3 separate regions of the Mus musculus genome follow, and all the other regions are linked to region 2. Evidence: chromatin contacts called from public HiChIP or PLAC-seq and promoter capture Hi-C data. All regions are on one chromosome and are shown on one strand. The core of a region is the stretch at or near the end of the contact, and the rest is flanking DNA. Distances in the headings are between cores, read along the strand shown. Region 1 holds the start of Rasl11a (RAS-like, family 11, member A). Region 2 holds the start of Flt1 (FMS-like tyrosine kinase 1). Region 3 holds the start of Usp12 (ubiquitin specific peptidase 12).

Region 1 (2,700 bases), core at 11-2,510, 880 kb before region 2:
TGGCCTCAGAGAGCTCAATCAAGCTTGTCAGAGCCTGGCATAGATTAGGAAGAACAGGAGTATGTGGCATCGGGGGCAGTGTCTGGGGAAAAAGGGGAGGGAGGGGGGCTGAAGAGATGGCTCAGCTGTTAAAAGCACTGGCTGCTCTTCCAGAGGTCCTGAGTTCAATTCCCAGCAACCACATAATGGCTCACAACCATTTATAATGGGATCTGATGCCCACTTCTGGCATGCAGGTGTACATGCAGATAGAATACCCATGAAAGTAAATAAATCTTTTGAAAGAAAAGTCTGTTGGAGCGAGCCATTGAGTTCTGTGTGATTTGTCATGCCGTTCAAGCTACCTGATAAAACTAAGAAGGAAAAAGGGAAAGAATGAGGGTAGGACTGTCTAGACAATTGGGCAGATGAGACTAAAACACAGCCTTGTCATGGTGGCATCCAAGAACAAGGCCATGTTTATCTTCTGGGCCCTTCTCCCCACGCCCTATCCTGAGTTCCACCATGTACCTACCAGGAAATCTTTGAATAGTAAGGTAGGTCCAGGCCCCAAGTGTGTTGCTCATTGAATTTGAGTAAATCTGTTCACAGCAGAAAGGGGCTGTGTTTGGATGCTGAGCTGTGGGCATGACTGCCCCCTAAGGGAGTTCACAGGGAAGTGACTGCAATTACCTTGATTCATACTCAATTAGTTAATTAGGAACCTTGCCCTGGCTCTACCCATTTCCTCAGTGATGTCACCCCTCAGGACCCTTTTAAATTTTTTAGTTGTTTATATTTGAGACCGGGTTTTACGTAGTCCAAACTGGCCTTGAACTCAAACCCTCTATGTGACCAAGAATAACCTTAAACTTCTGACCCTCCTGCCTCTACCCGCTAAGCGCTAGGATAGCATGCCAGTGTGCCACCACACTCAGTGTACAGGATGCTGAAGATCAAAATCAGGGTTCTCATTAGGACTGTTTGACAAAGACACAAAAAGGGATCTCTTTCCCATTGTCCTAGAAACATCCAGCCAATTGAAACTTTTGCTCTTTCGGTGGCTCAGATTCATGCTCTAGGCTGGTGCTCCAGACTGGAGGCTGCCTCCAGGACACGGCAAATACAATTTGAGCAAAGGCCTCCCCTGGGCTGCACCGGGAGGAACCCGCGCAGCTGGGCGGGCAGAGCGCGTCAGGCAGCCTTGAGGAGCGCACGCCCGCGGGTGACAGTCCCCTGCTCGGGCGCTGCTCCCACCCTTCCAGGAAGGGGCGGGGAAAAGGAGGCGCCAGAGGCAGCCACCGCGCTCCCGGAGCTCTTTAAAATCCAAGAGCCTGGGCAGCACCGCTGGCCGCGCCACATCCCGGCGCTGTTGTGTCCGCGCGTATCCAGGCGGCTCTCGTGCAACGCGGTCTCGGGACGCGCCCATGCGGCCGCTCACCATGTCTGGGCACTTTCTGCTGGCCCCCATCCCGGAGTCCTCCTCTGACTACCTCCTGCCCAAGGACATCAAGCTGGCCGTGCTGGGAGCGGGTTGTGTGGGCAAGAGCGGTAAGTGGGACAAAGGCGCGCAAAGCCGCCCAGGGACAGCGGAGGGTCTTCACCCGCAGGGATGCCGGGATGCCGGGATGCCGGGATGCAGGAAGACCCCTGCCTGTTGCTTCAGAGGTCCATTTCTGAGCTCTGGACGGGGTTGGTGCCTGTTGAGTGTCGCTCTAGTCCGGTCCATCACATTCCGCGGGGAAAGGCACTCCGCGGTGGCGGGGCTTTGTCCCGGGAACCTGGGGGGACGCGTGCTGTTCCTTTGAGGGCCCAGTTTGGAACAGCTTGACCCACTTCTTCAGCTGATTTTCCTACTTTATTTTTTCAGCAATGATTGTGCGCTTCTTGACCAAGAGATTCATCGGCGACTACGAACCCAACACAGGCAAGAATGTTTCCGTGCTTCCTGGCTCTTGTACTTGTATCTCTTTGCCCTCCCCACCCCTCTCTCTTTATTTTGCTCATGGGGCCGTGGGAACTTAGATGCAAATTCCTCTTCGTTGTACAGGCAAACTGTATTCGAGACTCGTCTATGTGGAGGGGGACCAGCTATCCCTACAGATCCAGGACACTCCGGGAGGCATTCAGGTAAGGACTGTCAGGAGGGTATGTGGTGCAGGCTGAGGTGTTTGGCTCCAGGATCTCAGTGAGATGTCTCAGCATGCCCAATATGTAGGTGTGGGCACACAAGGTGTGCTGAGGGTTGGGATGTTGGATGCCCTCCTAGGTGGCAAGAAATGGTTGATTAGAACTAGTTTCCTCTTAAATGCTAATTATAATTAGTTAATTATTTTAAAGATTGCTGTGTAGCCCTGGCTGGTTTGTAGTTCAGGTTTGCTTGGACTCCTTATAATCTTTGATGCCTCAGCCTCCCAAGTGTTGGGATTACAGGCTGAGCCACCCCCTCCCAGCAGTAGCCCTGACTGACCACTGGTGCCCGAGCTGCCTAGGCGGGCGGGCATTGACACTTTCAGAGCACATCCTGGGACAATCTAAAAACCACAGCCTTGGAACTAAGGGTCCAGTTCAGTAGTAAGGATTCCTGGGTTCCAGCACCACACTGAAAAAAGCATGGAGTAGGTGGGATTCTGGAGGGAGTGGGGTTTGCGTCCTGGCTAGGGCTGTCCCCCTCTCCCCCCCCCAAAAAAAGCTAGGGAATGTTTTCTCAAGCCAGTAATT
Region 2 (2,700 bases), core at 127-2,626:
CGCTGGTTTAAATAAAGACGCTCTGGTATGCGTCTCTGCGCAAAGGGACCTCCCGCCTGCAGACCTGGAGTTAGAGTTCCCGAGGTCCCTCCAGCTTTTTGACCCTTGGATGACGACGGTCTCCACATTAAATGCTCCTAAAATCTGCCGGCCCCTGATCGGTCGCCCCCCCCCCCCCGCCCCGCGCTTTTCATATCCTAGAGAACGCTGATTTAGGAGGTCGCAAACTTCACCTACTACTTAAACCACAGCTTTCAGTCTAAATTGTCAGGTGGTTTTGTTTTTTTGTTTTTTCTTCTAGATTCATAACCTAAAGGTAGGGCTTAAAATTCCAAAACTTGCTGCCGGGTCGCTTTGGGTCACTCACTCACTCCGAGGACCTGGACCGCACACCCGCCCCACACCGCGGAGGCCCCACCCGGGAGACGGCGCTCCGCGAACTGCTGGGAAGAAACCCTGCAGACTGTGCGTTCCCCAGCTTCCTCCGGACGGACCCAAGCGGGTACGGGAGTCAGAGCTGGCCCTTCTCTGGGCTCCATCTGCTCGCCGCGGGCACGGGACCCCTCCCAATTTCGTCCTCCTTTGCTCTGGTGGAGCGAGCTCATCGCTAACGACCCCACCTCTGTCCAGCCCCGGGCAGCCTCTCTGACATCTAGCTTGCTCCAACTAGCCCTTGAGGACTCTGCTGCAGCCTAGGAGCAGGCTCTGGATGCTGAAAGGTCCACCCGTGTGGTGATCTGCACTCCCAGAGTCTAAGGAGTGAGCGCCTACCCGGGAACCCGGTAGGGGACTAGCGGCTCCGGCTACACCCGGCAGGCACTCTGGCTCTGACCCCAGCGTGGAGCTAAGGAGAGTCTAAGCGGTGATGCCAACTTCCAGCGGCGCCCACTTGGGGGGTGGAGGGGAAGACGTGTGTCCCGAGGCGTACCCGCTGCTACAAGTGTCCCCGGCTCCCGCCGGAGCTCGCTTCCCCCGGACCACCCCGTGGCTGCCCATCCCCGCCGAACTCCAACTCATGGTCCCTGGCGCGCCTCACCTGTGAGAAGCAGACACCCGAGCAGCGCGTAAGGCAAGACCGCGGTGTCCCAGCAGCTGACCATGGTGAGCAAGACGCGGCCTGTTGGCCCGGTGCCCGCGCTCTCCGAGGCCGACGGCGCAGCCGCTCGAGCCGGTCCCCTCCTGCTTCTGCTTGGCGCCGCGAGAGCCCTTCTCCGCGCCTGCAGCCGAGGGGGGTGGTGTGGGGGGATCCTCGCCGTCCCGCGTCCGCTAGCCGCTGCGCTTGAGTCCCGGAGCCCGCTCCGAGCAGCAGCCACCACCACTAGCACTACCTCCCGGGAGTGTCCGCCACCGCGCTCCGAGCCTCTCAAGGACCTCGCTGAAGTGCAGCCGAGGGCGGGGGCGATTTATAACCTTTCCCCAGCCCACTTCCTACCCCGGCACCTCCTTCCAGTGACGTCAAGGGGTCCCCCACCCCTCATCCGCCTCCCCACCTACCCTCTTCTTCCTCCCGGAGGGGCGGGGGCCGGCGAGGGCGGGTAGCCCGGGGGCCAGAGCGCGCGTGCGGTGGCGCTAGGCGCGCGGGTCGCCGGACAGGTTCGCAGGTTCAGGGTCCTTGCTCTGTGCTCTGCTGCCCCAGCCCCTCCTGCCCATCGCTCTCAGGAAATCCTTACCCAGCTCCCTCCACCGAGCTTACTCAGCTCTGGTGACCGCCCGAAACTGAGGAGGGGACCGTCTAAGTGCACCGCCCTGCCCCCGGGGCGGGAAGTCTTATCCTAGGGAAGCTGGCCGCGCCTCCCGCGACGGTGTCCCTGGCACCGAGGAACGAGGCGCAGTCGAGCCCTCTCCCGAGCGGTCCCGCCGGTCCCTGACCCCGCCAGACTGTTGCCAGACAGCGAAGGAAGGCGCCAGAGACCCTCCGCTTAAGGCACTTGGACCCGGAGCGTCCGAGGGAACCGGACGCCTTGCCAGGCACCTTCGGAAAGAGCGCGGGGCCGCGCGGGTCCCAAGGGAGGGAGTCTGTGTCTTTTTCGGCTGCATTAATGCACCCGCCCAAGCCATTTCCTCAACCCTCTGCTTCCTAGAAGCAAAACAAGGAATAACATGTTACCTTAAAAAAAAAAAAAAAAAAAAAAAAAAAAGCCAAGGCGTGAGACACGCTCCTGCAACTTGTAAGGGCCAAGAACTTGAACTCTAGGTCTGAAACGCTGGATGGAAAACAAATCTTTTTGGTGGAAGCCGGCTAGCCAAGATGACTGACTCGAATGTTCTTGGAACAAAAAACGGGTGAAATTAACTTGAGACACTAGATCATTTACGATGACACTAATTCCACGTTGTTCCTCAATTATGCATCCATTAACTGGAAGGCTGAAGTCGTCCCGGCCTCCCCGGAGCAGCCCAGTCTTGTCCCTGTAAATACTGCAGGTTTGAAAAATAGCCTCAATAGAACCTGCCAGATACCCGTGATAAAATGGCTCCTAAATGGGACCAGAGGCTTTTCCTGAAGGACTAGACTAAACCTCCGGTAGGGAAGGTTGCGCAACCTGAGTTGCCTCATTCCTAAGAGAGTCTGGGCCACCACCACCCGCAGCTCTACTAGGGCACCGGGAGCCTCTGAGCCAGGGCAAGTGAGATTCCTTTTCTCCTTCATGGTCTAGCAGAAGGGAAAGACCGCTGTGAGCCTAAGCTCACCTGCGGACT
Region 3 (2,728 bases), core at 33-2,532, 930 kb before region 2:
AGAGTAACTTTTTTCATTGATTCATAAATCACAATCTCTACGGCGAAGTTCATAAAGGAGGTAATGGATTTGCTTTATCACGTGGGAAGCCGTGGTGCTTCTGGCAATGCACAAAAACACGTTTGGAACCCACCCGCGCGCGTTTCGTTTTTTTCGGGGGAATCTGTGTACTTCAACCCCACACAGCGGTGTCTGCTCTATTAAAATAAACAAATGACAGGAAAGCGAATGCAGCTTTTCAAGATTAACACAGATTCCCAGAGACAAGGCTGCCATCTGGACGGACACAGGTTGGAAGCCGCAAGAGTTCCTATCGCTTCAGAGAGTTGAAAATAAGAAAACATTTCAACAGCACTCTTAAAAGTTTCCACCTTCACACGCCCCCTTCCCGAGCCAGGGCCTGGGGCTCCACCTAACCCGAGGAGGAACTCCGCCAGGACTTCCGTCTTCCAGTAGGATCGAGACCCTTCCTTCCTGCCGCAGACCCCCGCCCTGCCCCGCGCAGGGCCCCAAGGAAATGCCGCGTCCCTTCCCCTGGCACAATCCCCTCGCTTCCCGGTACCAGTCCCCAGTTTAAAGTCCCGGCTCCAGCCTCCAACCTCAGTCCACACCTCGAGTCCCCAAGTCCCCAACCCCAGTCTGCAGCCCTTACCCCCAACCCCGTCCCTGAGCCCCCAGGCCCTAGTCCCCAGCCACAGTCCCCGAGTCCCCGGTGCCCAGACCCAGAGCTCCCCGTCCTCAACTGCGACCCCGTGGTCAGGACCCAACCCCGAGCCCCGGTCGGTCCTATCCCCAGTGTCCCGGCCCCGCCTGCCGTGTCCAGCACGCCTTCCCCGCGGCCACTCGGCCCCGCGCCCGGTCCGCCCGCACACGACCAGGCCCGCGGGCGGCGCCTCGAAGGCGGGGACCGGCCCCCCGGGCCGCGCTGCCGCCGCACCTACCATGGTACAGATGGAGGCGAATTTGGAGACTGTCATTAGGATTTCCATCCGCCCGGCGCCATCTTCCAGACAGTCGCGGCGGGCGGGGGACGCGGGGAGCCGGGCCGCCCGCTCGCTCCGCAGCCCGCGGCCGCACCCGGAGCCGCCGCCGACCCACGCTTCTAGCCTGCTGGGCCGCCGCTGCCGTCGTCGCCGCGGGCGCTCAGGCTTCCTCCGGCCCAGCCCCCGCCCGCCGGCCGCCCGCCCGCCCCCGGCTCCGCCCCGGCGCACGGCGCAGCCGCCGCCTCAGGGCCCGCGCCTGCCCGGGAAGCCGCTCACAGCACACCCCGCCCAGCGCGCTGGGGAGAGAGCTCCGCGCAGGCCCTACCGCCCCGACGACCGGGCAGCGTCCTTCCGCCCCGCCCGCCTCCGGCGCCGCCACGCCCACCGCAGCTGTGCCACGCCCATGGTGCCCCGCCCTCCCACGGGGGGGGGGCGAGCTTGGGGAGGACGGCTCCACCCAGTGCGCGTTGGGGCGGGGCGAGACCCGTGCCGCGTTCCTCCTGCAGATGGGTCCTAGCGCCGACGTGAAGCACCTACCTTAGCTTGCAAGAGCGGGTCTTTAGGGGATCGAGCCTTTGCTCTGCGGCGTCTGTGACATCAAGCAGCCTTTAGAGCGACTGACAGTCAGTTGAAACAGAAGACGGAGACCATATCTGGGAAACTGGATGGGTTGGAAGGCAACCCCGCCAGAGTCCCAAGCACTTGGATGTTTTTCTGGGGTGAATCATCTGGGCCTAATTCCCTAAGAAAAGGCTAATTAGATAAAAAGACAAGATTTAACTCTATGAATTAGCAGTAGTGGGGGAGAAGAGGAAGGGGAGCCAATCCTGAAAAACAGTGGGATACCAACTTGGAATTTGTAACAGGGTGGTATGTCCCAAGTAAGAAGCCGAAGCCAATGTGTGAGGAGCACATAGACCGTGTTAGCTAGTGGATGAACGCTTCCTATTTTCTACCGGCAGAAAATTCATAAAACTTCATAAATTACTACTTTAAAAAGCCTGTGATTTGTTTTGATTGGTGATCTGAGGGTAGGACCTTTTCTGCCTTCCACCCAACTCCCCACCACACCGGGTCTGTGGAACTTGGGGCCTAAATTCCGACGAAAGCTCTAAAATCTGATAAGCCTCACTTCATAGTCCAAAGCATTCAAAAGACCGAGAATTTGAACAAAATTTAGTCGAGAAACAGATTTCTGGTACATGAATACTGTTTCCATAGCAATTCCATTGTAAGCGTTGGGGGAGGGGAACACCCACTGAATACAGCTAAGTATTCTGGCAGCTGCTTATTCTCCAGGTATCTACCTTCGTAGTGGCTAGGCCTCCCGCTTTTCTGTAGATACCACGGCAGGGGCTTGGACTCTGGTTTACACCAGTTCAGATCTATGCAATGTTTGTCGCGTTGCTCGCCACTCTAGACTCCACAAGCATAGAGCATGGTCGTACAACATCTATATTTTAAAGGTAAGGATGGGAGCTGGACATATGGCTTAGTTGGCGAAGTGTTTGTGTAGGTGTTCTGAGGTTTCATATCCTCAGCTGAAGTGCTAATCCTACTATGGTAAGGTCATCCTCAGCTATTTAATGAGTTCAAGACCAGCCTGGATCACTTGAGTCCTTGTCCCCAAAAAAATAAATGAATGAAAAGCCAGTCACAGGGAATTGTGACATGCACCTACAATCCCAGCATAGGAAACAGAGAAAGGTGAGTCTCTGTGAGTTCAAGGGCAGCCTGGACTAAAT

Evidence for each region. Promoter capture Hi-C pulls out the DNA fragments that hold promoters and counts their contacts. HiChIP or PLAC-seq counts read pairs in DNA pulled down with a chosen protein or histone mark.
Region 1: a promoter capture Hi-C map of hippocampal neurons shows a contact between it and region 2, with 2.1 times the contacts expected there. The contact joins the promoter of Rasl11a here to the promoter of Flt1 in region 2. A contact is called at or near these places in 1 of 39 promoter capture datasets (hippocampal neurons) and 1 of 115 datasets of contacts at active chromatin or transcription factors (astrocytes).
Region 3: a contact with region 2 is called in an HNF4G HiChIP or PLAC-seq map of pancreatic cancer cells. The contact joins the promoter of Usp12 here to the promoter of Flt1 in region 2. A contact is called at or near these places in 1 of 115 datasets of contacts at active chromatin or transcription factors (pancreatic cancer cells) and 1 of 9 other capture datasets (adipose tissue).

The regions. Positions count from the first base shown.
Region 1 is chr5:146,843,811-146,846,510 of GRCm38.p6, forward strand. Rasl11a (RAS-like, family 11, member A) reads left to right here and starts at 1,261. Exons shown (of 4, transcript NM_026864.1): 1 at 1,261-1,530; 2 at 1,850-1,906; 3 at 2,030-2,109. The coding sequence starts at 1,407.
Region 2 is chr5:147,724,635-147,727,334 of GRCm38.p6, forward strand. Flt1 (FMS-like tyrosine kinase 1) reads right to left here and starts at 1,377. Exons shown (of 30, transcript NM_010228.4): 1 at 1,037-1,377. The coding sequence starts at 1,100.
Region 3 is chr5:146,793,674-146,796,401 of GRCm38.p6, forward strand. Usp12 (ubiquitin specific peptidase 12) reads right to left here and starts at 1,283. Exons shown (of 9, transcript NM_011669.3): 1 at 942-1,283. The coding sequence starts at 989. 1700041I07Rik (a long non-coding RNA gene) reads left to right here and starts at 2,152. Exons shown (of 2, transcript XR_377208.4): 1 at 2,152-2,449.